3 separate regions of the Mus musculus genome follow, and all the other regions are linked to region 2. A link is a contact called in public HiChIP or PLAC-seq data. All regions are on one chromosome and are shown on one strand. The core of a region is the stretch at or near the end of the contact, and the rest is flanking DNA. Distances in the headings are between cores, read along the strand shown. Region 1 has its middle 14 kb from the start of Arhgap23. Region 2 overlaps Lasp1 (LIM and SH3 protein 1). Region 3 overlaps Arhgap23 (Rho GTPase activating protein 23).

The links. HiChIP or PLAC-seq counts read pairs in DNA pulled down with a chosen protein or histone mark.
Region 1: a contact with region 2 is called in a FOXA1 HiChIP or PLAC-seq map of pancreatic cancer cells. The contact joins two enhancer-like sites. A contact is called at or near these places in 1 of 115 datasets of contacts at active chromatin or transcription factors (pancreatic cancer cells) and 1 of 9 other capture datasets (adipose tissue).
Region 3: a contact with region 2 is called in a FOXA1 HiChIP or PLAC-seq map of pancreatic cancer cells. The contact joins two enhancer-like sites. A contact is called at or near these places in 1 of 115 datasets of contacts at active chromatin or transcription factors (pancreatic cancer cells) and 1 of 9 other capture datasets (adipose tissue).

The regions. Positions count from the first base shown.
Region 1 is chr11:97,434,595-97,437,294 of GRCm38.p6, forward strand. It overlaps a transcript of Arhgap23 not described here. Among named protein-coding and RNA genes, the nearest start is that of Arhgap23, 14 kb to the right of the region's middle. Within about 2 kb of position 1,412, at least 342 of the 459 cell types and tissues checked have an H3K27ac peak or open chromatin away from gene starts, as enhancers often do. A contact at or near this core is called in adipose tissue and pancreatic cancer cells, where this site is marked.
Region 2 is chr11:97,819,728-97,822,443 of GRCm38.p6, forward strand. The region is part of intron 3 of Lasp1 (LIM and SH3 protein 1); the gene reads left to right. Among named protein-coding and RNA genes, the nearest start is that of B230217C12Rik, 20 kb to the right of the region's middle. Within about 2 kb of position 1,349, at least 132 of the 459 cell types and tissues checked have an H3K27ac peak or open chromatin away from gene starts, as enhancers often do. A contact at or near this core is called in adipose tissue and pancreatic cancer cells, where this site is marked.
Region 3 is chr11:97,455,891-97,458,590 of GRCm38.p6, forward strand. It overlaps Arhgap23 (Rho GTPase activating protein 23), which reads left to right. Exons shown (of 19, transcript NM_021493.2): 6 at 565-708. Among named protein-coding and RNA genes, the nearest start is that of Arhgap23, 7.1 kb to the left of the region's middle. Within about 2 kb of position 1,436, at least 14 of the 459 cell types and tissues checked have an H3K27ac peak or open chromatin away from gene starts, as enhancers often do. A contact at or near this core is called in pancreatic cancer cells, where this site is marked.

The DNA.
Region 1 (2,700 bases), core at 162-2,661, 390 kb before region 2:
TGAACTTGAGTCCTTATTCTCCCAAGGCCCTTTACTGACTGAACTATTATTCCATCCCAGCAGTTTCTGAAAGCCTGCTCTGGACAAAGGCACTCTAGGGCAAATCCACTTCTGAAAAGCAGTAGCCTTCATCCTTAGGAGCTGTCTGTCCAAAGGGAGAGGCTGCAGTTTCTTTCTCCTGTCACTAGGGACAGATAGATGCAGGCCAGGTATTCCAGAGACCCCAGCCTGCCATGGGGCTACAAGCCCTTACTCACAGGGAGCTGCCAGAAGAGAGGACACCCAGAAGACCGAAGACAGCGCAGGGGTGTCTGGGTGGAGGGATTGTGGTGGGCCCTGACCCACACTGGCTGTGGTTGCCTTGGCAATGGCCTGGGTGTTTACTTTGTGGCTGACTCCGAGCTCCCTCTCTTCAGTAAGTGCTCATTTCCCACAGAGAGCAAAGACTCTGCCTTCAGCCCCGCCCCCTCGGCGTCAGCGACCTCCTGCTGGGCTCTCGCGTGCCAGCCTGGCATACTCCTCCTCTACTGCCACACTTGGGGTCTCATGTTGTCCATTCCCAGAGGGCCTAGAGGCCAGGTCTGTGGGCCTTCTTCCCCCTGTGAGGGAAGGGAGTGTGTCTCAGCCAATAAATGCCTCGGGTCAGCTGTGGGCGGAGCTACGGTGCCTCTGTAGGTCAGCAGTGGGAGGGGCCATGATGGCAAGTTCTGCATGTGCCTTGTCACTGTGTCTTGTGCAAGCCTAGCTGAGTAGCTACGTGGCTGGATATTAAACAGCTTGCATTTTCAAGCTCCTACTGTGTACCCTGGGTCGGTGCTGAGATTTTCATTTTTTGTTTTTGAAACGGTTATGCTATCCTCTAACTGTCCTGCTTCCTCAGTTGAAAGTACAGACAGGTACTATCACACCCTGCTAAGGCTTTCTTTTGTTGATTTAATCCTTCCAACATCCTTTGGGTGAAAGTTTGGACCCACCTTCATTTTGTGTGCTGACTCCTGTCTGCGATTGTTCCTTTCCCTCCTGGACAGATGGTGGTTGGGTGCCAGGCATGGAAAATACTCCCCTGCCCCCTACCTCAGCCTCCCTCTTCCTTGGCTATGACCCACTTTGAGAGGGGCAGGGATCACTGGTGTGTCACTGTGGTCTGAGAAGGAGAGCCCAGGTAGGGAAGACCTTTTGAGTCACCTGGTGCCAGCTGTCTGGAGCAGCCCAGGGTCCCCTGCTTCGCTGCCGATGTGATGCATGTCAGTGGAGGGGGTGGGAGCTTCAGCCTGCCTGGCCTGCTTGTCAACTTGGCCTGTTAGGGCATGTCAGAAGGGGCCTCTGCTCGATCGAAGCTGGGAACTGAGCTGTGAATGGGGCTAAAGGGTGGAGGAGGCCCAGGAGGCACTGCCCTGAAGGGAGGAGACTAGGCCAGGGGGCAGGCATTGTCTGTCACATGCTCCCATGGCTACCTTAGCCCTACCTCTGGATTTGTCACTGTGTGTGAGGTTGTGGGTGGCTACGGGTCTGTGTTTGATGGTGTGAGAGACCAGATGGATAATTCTCGGGGGTGGGGGTGGGGGCTCCTATTGGTCACCTGCGGTTCGGGGACCTAAGGTCTCGGAGGAGGTGCTGAGCAAGCAGAGGAAGGAAGAGCGGGCGGGCCTGACCTTGAGCCCTGTGACTCTGGCTTCCTGAGCTCAGGCTCAGCAGTGTATCTATCAGCTTCCCTCCTTCTGTCCCTGACCCTCGGGCTCTGGGCAGCTCTCCTCCCTGCCCCTGGTTCCTGGTGACTCTGCAGACTTCTTTTCCTCTGCTTTCAACCCTCGTCTCCTGGAGGGCTAGCCTGGGACAGCCCATTACCCATTACTGCTCTTCTTTGAAGTCCAGGCCCCTGACAGCATGTCAGGATTCCCCTTTGGGTGTGAGGACTGCCTGACCCGTGTCAATGAGAGCAGCTGGCTGGGCCAGAGTCTGGAGCTGGGGGACGCTGGAGGCACTCCTGACACAAGGGCCCTGCTGGCAGGGACTGTGCGTGCCTTAGATTTCCAAGGGGTCTCACCCTGGCCCATGGCACCACTCCACATGTGGTAGTTGAATGGATAACCCAGAAGGTAATGTCGAGGGATCTAGGGGGAGGGGGGTCAGGCCCTGGGATGCAGTCCTGGTATCACAGGGGTGAAGCCTTCTCTTTCTCCATCCTTGTCTTTAAGGGGGTTGAGGTAGGAGGGTGGAGGTAGACGTGGCGGTGCATGCTTTTCTTTCCAGCACCCAGGGGGCAGAGGCAGGTGGATCTCTGTGAATCCAAGGCTAGCCTAGTCTACAGAGTTAGTTCAAAGCCTCACCTCCTCAAAAAGGAGAACAGGGGATGGAGAGATGGCTCAGAGTACACAGTGTCTTGCAAGAAGACTTGAGTTTTATTCCCAGAACCCATGTGGGTGGCTTACAGTTGTCTATAACTTCAGCTCCATGGGAGCCGATGCCTTCTTCCGTCTTCCTGTGGGGTCTGTACTCCTGTGCATGTGAACTCACACACGTTAAAAATAATAAAAATAAATCCTTTTTAAAGGTGGGAGCCAGCTGGGCCGTGGTGGCGCACACCTTTAATCCCAGCATGTGGGAGGCAGAGGCAATCGGATTTCTGAGTTCAAGGCCAACCTGGTCTACAGAGTGAGTTCCAGGACAGCCAGGGCTACACAGAGAAACCCTGTCTCGAGA
Region 2 (2,716 bases), core at 99-2,598:
AGAAGGCTAGGATCTATCTATAGATGTCTATCTAAAGACAGACAGACAGACAAGTGTCAGGTTTTTATTTTCAAGATAGGGTTTCTCAGTGTAGCCCTGGCTGTCCTGGACCTAACTTTGTAGACCAGGCTGGCCTCGAACTCAAGGATCCGCCTGCCTCTGCCTCCCAAACCCAGGGATTAAAGGCGTGCGTCACCGCTGCTAACACTACCACCTGGCAGCCCTTATTGCCAGAACCAGCAGCCTAAAGTTGAATCTCAGATTATCACCTCTGGCTGTGTCTTCGGTGTTGTCATTGAGCACTCTGCCCCAGGGCAGGGCCTCCATGTGTAAAATGGCAGTGACCTCTCCGGTTTGCCTGTGGGACATTAGCATGCATTAGGTGTTTGCCGCTCCTGGCCTAGTGTCAGAGCTTAGCACATTTCCCTTTCCTGTCCTCTGCGAAGGGAGAGGAAGTGGAGGCAATGATTTGACCTCCACTCCTGGCTCTGCTCTGATCTTTCCTCAGCTCCTCACATCTGTGGGCCTGATGGAAAATCCAGTTGCCTTTTCAGAGGGGAATTGGCTACACAGTAAGGATCCAACACAAGTAGTTTCTGCTTGCATTTTTTGGTAGAGTGGTTTTGTTTTTTGTTTGTTTGTTTTTCGAGACAGGGTTTCTCTGTATAGCCCTGGCTGTCCTGGAACTTTCTCTGTAGACCAGGCTGGCCTCGAACTCAGAAATCCACCTGCCTCTGCCTCCTGAGTGCTGGGATTAAAGGCGTGTGCCACCACTGCCTAGCTTGTTTTTGTTTTTGACAGCTTCACTACATATCCCTACTGGCCTGCCACTTGCTATGTAGCCCAAGAGTGCCTGGAACTCAAAGAGATCCACCTGGCCTCTGCCCTGGAATAGAGGTGTGCACCTCCCCCTGCTCCCCTTGCCCCCCTTCTGAGAGAGAGAAGTGTTTTTGCTCTGTAGCACAGGCTAGCCTAGAACTTCTCAATCCTGCCCATGAGCACAGGCTAGCCTAGAACTTCTCAATCCTGCCCATGAGCACAGGCTAGCCTAGAACTTCTCAATCCTGCCCATGTCTCACTGGTCATACTGTGTGCTGCCAAGCTACTGGCTGCTTCTGCTGGATTCCAAGAGATGATGGGTCTGCTGTGGTGTGTGGCTGCTCTCAGCAGGGGTAAACGAGAGAGGGTAATCAAACCTACTCAGCTAAGGTAGATCTTCACGGATACTGGCTGTCTGGGCATCACGCCCAGTGCTGCTGTGGGAATTTCCAGAAAGGGAGGCCCTGGCAGCCCCAAGCAGGGACAGAGTCATCTGGCCAAAGTTCAGGCCCTGTTGTGGCCAAACTGATAAGAGGCTTGAGTGACCTGGCAGGTCCTGTCACAGCTGGTGAGCCATCCAAATGCAAGCACTCTTGTGTGGGGGAAGGGACAGTCTGATTGGGGGCCTCCAGGCTGCACCCCCTCCCCACACACTTCTTTAGCAAAATCGAATAATAAGATAAAAAGTTCTCAAAGAAATGTCTCCACCACTATTCTCCAGTTAAATCCAAAAACTGCTTAGATATAGGGTCATAGACTCCAGATCCAGTGGGCTTTTAGAGGCTAGCTAGCCTGTTCTCCTTCCCTACACACCAACCTCAAGAGGAGCACTGGCTTGCCTTGGAACCTGTGGCCACTCTGTGTGGCACCCAGGCTTCCCTGCCCCCGCCCACCCCACCTTCTCTGCCTCCTGTTAGTTTGAAATGGATTATCCTTTCCTAGTGAGGAGGAAGGAAAGCCTGGGAAGCAGTTGATGGCATTGCAGCATTGCCATGGTAACTGTTCCCTGGATTAAGGGCCTGACCCTTGCCAAGCCAGGAGACTGGAGGGAGCGGGGCTTGGCATTGGATCAGCACAGTCACCCTCATGTGGTGTGCAGCACAGGACTTCCGCCTCAGCACAGTTGAAACCATTGCTTTCCCATTTAACAGATGTGGAACCTGAGGCTTCAGAGGTTAAGTCCCTGGCCCAAGATAACACAGAAGGTTGGAGATTAGGCCTATCAGTCCAAGCTCCTTCTGGTCCTAGGCCCATATTTGGTGATGGGAAAATCTCCTGTCTTTTGACATGAGAGAGAGGGGGGAGGAGAGAGGAAGGGAGAGAGGGGGAGAGAAAGAGACTCAGACTCTGATCACACTGCCTCAAACTCATGCTCTTCCTGTCATTAGTCATAAGAGTATAGGCATCTGTCACCGTGTTCAGACTGTGTATGTGTGTATGTGTGTATGTGTGTATGTGTGTATGTGTGTGTGCTCACGTGTACGCGCGCATATTTTGAAACAGTCTCATGTTGTAGCCCAGGCTGGCTTCAAATATATATGTATATACATCATCTCACAGATTGTCCTCTGCCTCCCTAGTGTTGGCATTCTAGGTGTGCATTACCATCCTGGGTTTCTTGTGGCCTTGCTTTTTGTTGTTGCTGTTTTTTGTTTGGTTTGGGGTTTTTTGTTTTGTTTTGTTTTTTATTTTTGTTTCTTTGAGACAGAGTTTCTCTGTATAGATAGCCCTGGCTATCCTGAAACTCACTCTGTAGACCAGGCTGGCCTCAAACTCAGAAATCCGCCTGCCTCTGCTTCCCAAGTGCTGAGATGAAAGGCATACACTACCACTGCCTGGCTTTGTTTTTTGATTTTCGAGACAGGGTTTTTCTTTTGTATTAACTAGGCTGGCCTCA
Region 3 (2,700 bases), core at 186-2,685, 360 kb before region 2:
TTGGTCACTTGTGCACTTTGCTCGCATGCACGTGTGTTTTGTTAGCTTCGCACCTTCAGGGCCACCTGGCACCCCTTGTCACGTCCTTGGCTTACTGAACTGTCCCTGTGCTTGCCAGCTCTGAGGCTGGATTCCTGCTGACACCATCACTTGTTATCTAACTCCTGGTGGGCTTGACTCCCTGTCATGTCGCTGCTTGGTCTTTGTTGATGTTCCCACTTCCACTGTTTACCTAACTCCTTATTGCCACAACTGCTTCCCCGTTTCCTCAATGCTTGGAGGCTGTAAAGCTGAAGGAAGGCCCAGATTGGCTCTTCCAGCATGGGGAGCCACACGTCCTGCTGGCAGGTCGAGCTCTTTCCTCCTTTCTTGCTTCTTCATGAGGTCTCATGACCTCAACACAAACAGTCCAGAGAGGACAAGCAAGCCCATGAGGTCACACAGCACATCAGAGTACAGCCCAGACACTCGCCAGGCCCTTGTGGCTGCCAGTGGTCCATGAGGCTCCTGAGATGCTGGTATTATGGGAGCCACCCTAAACTGCCTAATGTTTTCTCCCTACAGTCTCTAGATAGCTGGGGCACCTCTGAAGATGCTGATGCCCCCTCTAAACGACACTCAACCTCTGACCTCTCAGATGCAACCTTCAGTGATATCAGGAGAGAAGGCTGGTTGTATTATAAACAGATCCTCACCAAGAAGGGGAAGGTAAGGTGGGCTGAGGAAGGAGGACGGGCTGGATGGAAGCTGGCTCTGGCAGAACTTTCCAGGTCCTCTTATACCTGCTCTGAAACTGCTGGCTTCAAAATAACCAAACCAAACCAAACCAAAAAAGACCCCACTTCAGGCTTGAGCCTGAGGAGTCAAGGTGAGAGGCCAGGAAGAGCTTCTGGGGGAGGGAGATTTACTGAACCATGAAAAGGAGGTTAACCGAGAGGCGAGCCTGCTGTGGAACTACAGGGCAAGCTATGTGTGCATCCTGACCAAGCCATTCTTGAAAGACCATGAATGAGTGACGGGGCTCAGGGCAAAGGAGCAAGGGCAGGGTGAAGGAAGCAGACGCCAGTCCTCTTCAGACCTACGAGGTCCTCTGGCCACAGACTTAGTGCTCATGTGGCTTCCCGTGGTGACTTAGTGAGAAAAGCCAGGGAGAAAGAAGACCATTTAGAAGCCACCACAAGATCCAGCCAAGAGCCTTTGTGAGTGGGTGAGGAGAGGAGCAGGAAGGGGCAAATAGAACTCAGAAGGGAGGGGCTCTAACCTCTCGGGGGTGAGACTGAGCACCAGACGTGGAGCCCTGGGCTGGAGATAGAGAAAAAGGAGGCAGGGTGGCTTAGAGATTGATTCTTGACGCCTTGGCTTGTCGCTGTGAGGACTCAGAGCCTAGTGCTCATGACTCAGTGTTTATAAGGGGAGCTGACTAACACTTTCCCAAACCTGCTCCTTAGCATTTAAAAGACATGGTGTGAACAAGGGTGTACCATACTGTGTGTGGTGAGTCTAGTCTGTAATCCAAGCTATTTGGGAGGCTGAGACAGGAGGATGGGAAGTTCATAACCTGTCTAGGCTACAGAGTGGGTTCAAGGCCAGCCTTAGCAACTTACTAAAATTCTGTCTCAATAAAATGTAAAACAAGGGCTGGGGATATAGACTATTGGTAAACGTTTGTCTAGCTGGTGTGAGGGCCTGGTTTCAAACCCTAGTCTCTCTCTCTCTCTCTCTCTCTCTCTCTCTCTCTCTCTCTCTCTCTCACACACACACACACACACACACACACACGAGAAAAAAAATAGTGTTTGAGAAACTCTTACCTGACTTAAGGAAGGGCCTGGGTTCTATTCTTAGCATTGCAGAAAGAGTGGAGGAAAAGTGAGACTGGGGTCCCCACAGAGCTTGGCACTTGGGGGCTGCTGTTCTTCTATCTTCCTGCCATTACAGGAATCCCTCACAGTATTTATGGAGTCTCCAGATTCCTGGACATGCAGCCCCTTATATGAAGCAGCTTGGTGTCTGTGTGATGCTTACACATCCTCCCAGGCACTGTAACTCATCTCCGGATGACGTATCTTGCCTCATGCTATGGGAGGCTATGTAAATAGTTGTTCCTGTGGGTTGATTATGGGATTTGGAGGGAGAAAAAAAACCTCTGTACCCTTTGGTACAGATGCAGGTGTTGTTTTGTTTTGTTTTCTGAGTGCTTCTGGTCCATGTTTGGTCAAATCCATGGTTGTGGAACCTACAGAAGGCCCTGTAGGGTGGGACCTGGGAAGAATGAACTTTAAATTGCCATAGTTTGGATTTCTACACAGCCATGTGTTGTGTGCATACGACTTCAGGAGCAAACTTCGTTCCCTGAACTATAGGATGAGTCAAGAGGTTCTGTAGGCCAGGGAGCACAGAGCCCCTGCTCCTGAGGTGACTGAGGTGAGGGAGTCAGCTTGCTCAGTCCTGTCCTCTTGGGGTTGATGACCACAGAGAAAGTGCTCATTGTTCCTCAGTGACAGGTGCACTGATGGTCGCAGCACAGGGAGTTTAGGGGCTTAGCAGGGTAGGGTTTGTCTGTCTAGGAGGCTGAGATAAAGCTCCTGGGAGTCTGTAGTAGAGAGGAAGTGTATGGGAGGGAGTATCCTGGGGGAGCCCTTCACTAAGGGCTGGAGGGAGGCTGAGAGTTGTGTGCCAGGAACCAGGTTGCCTGGAGAG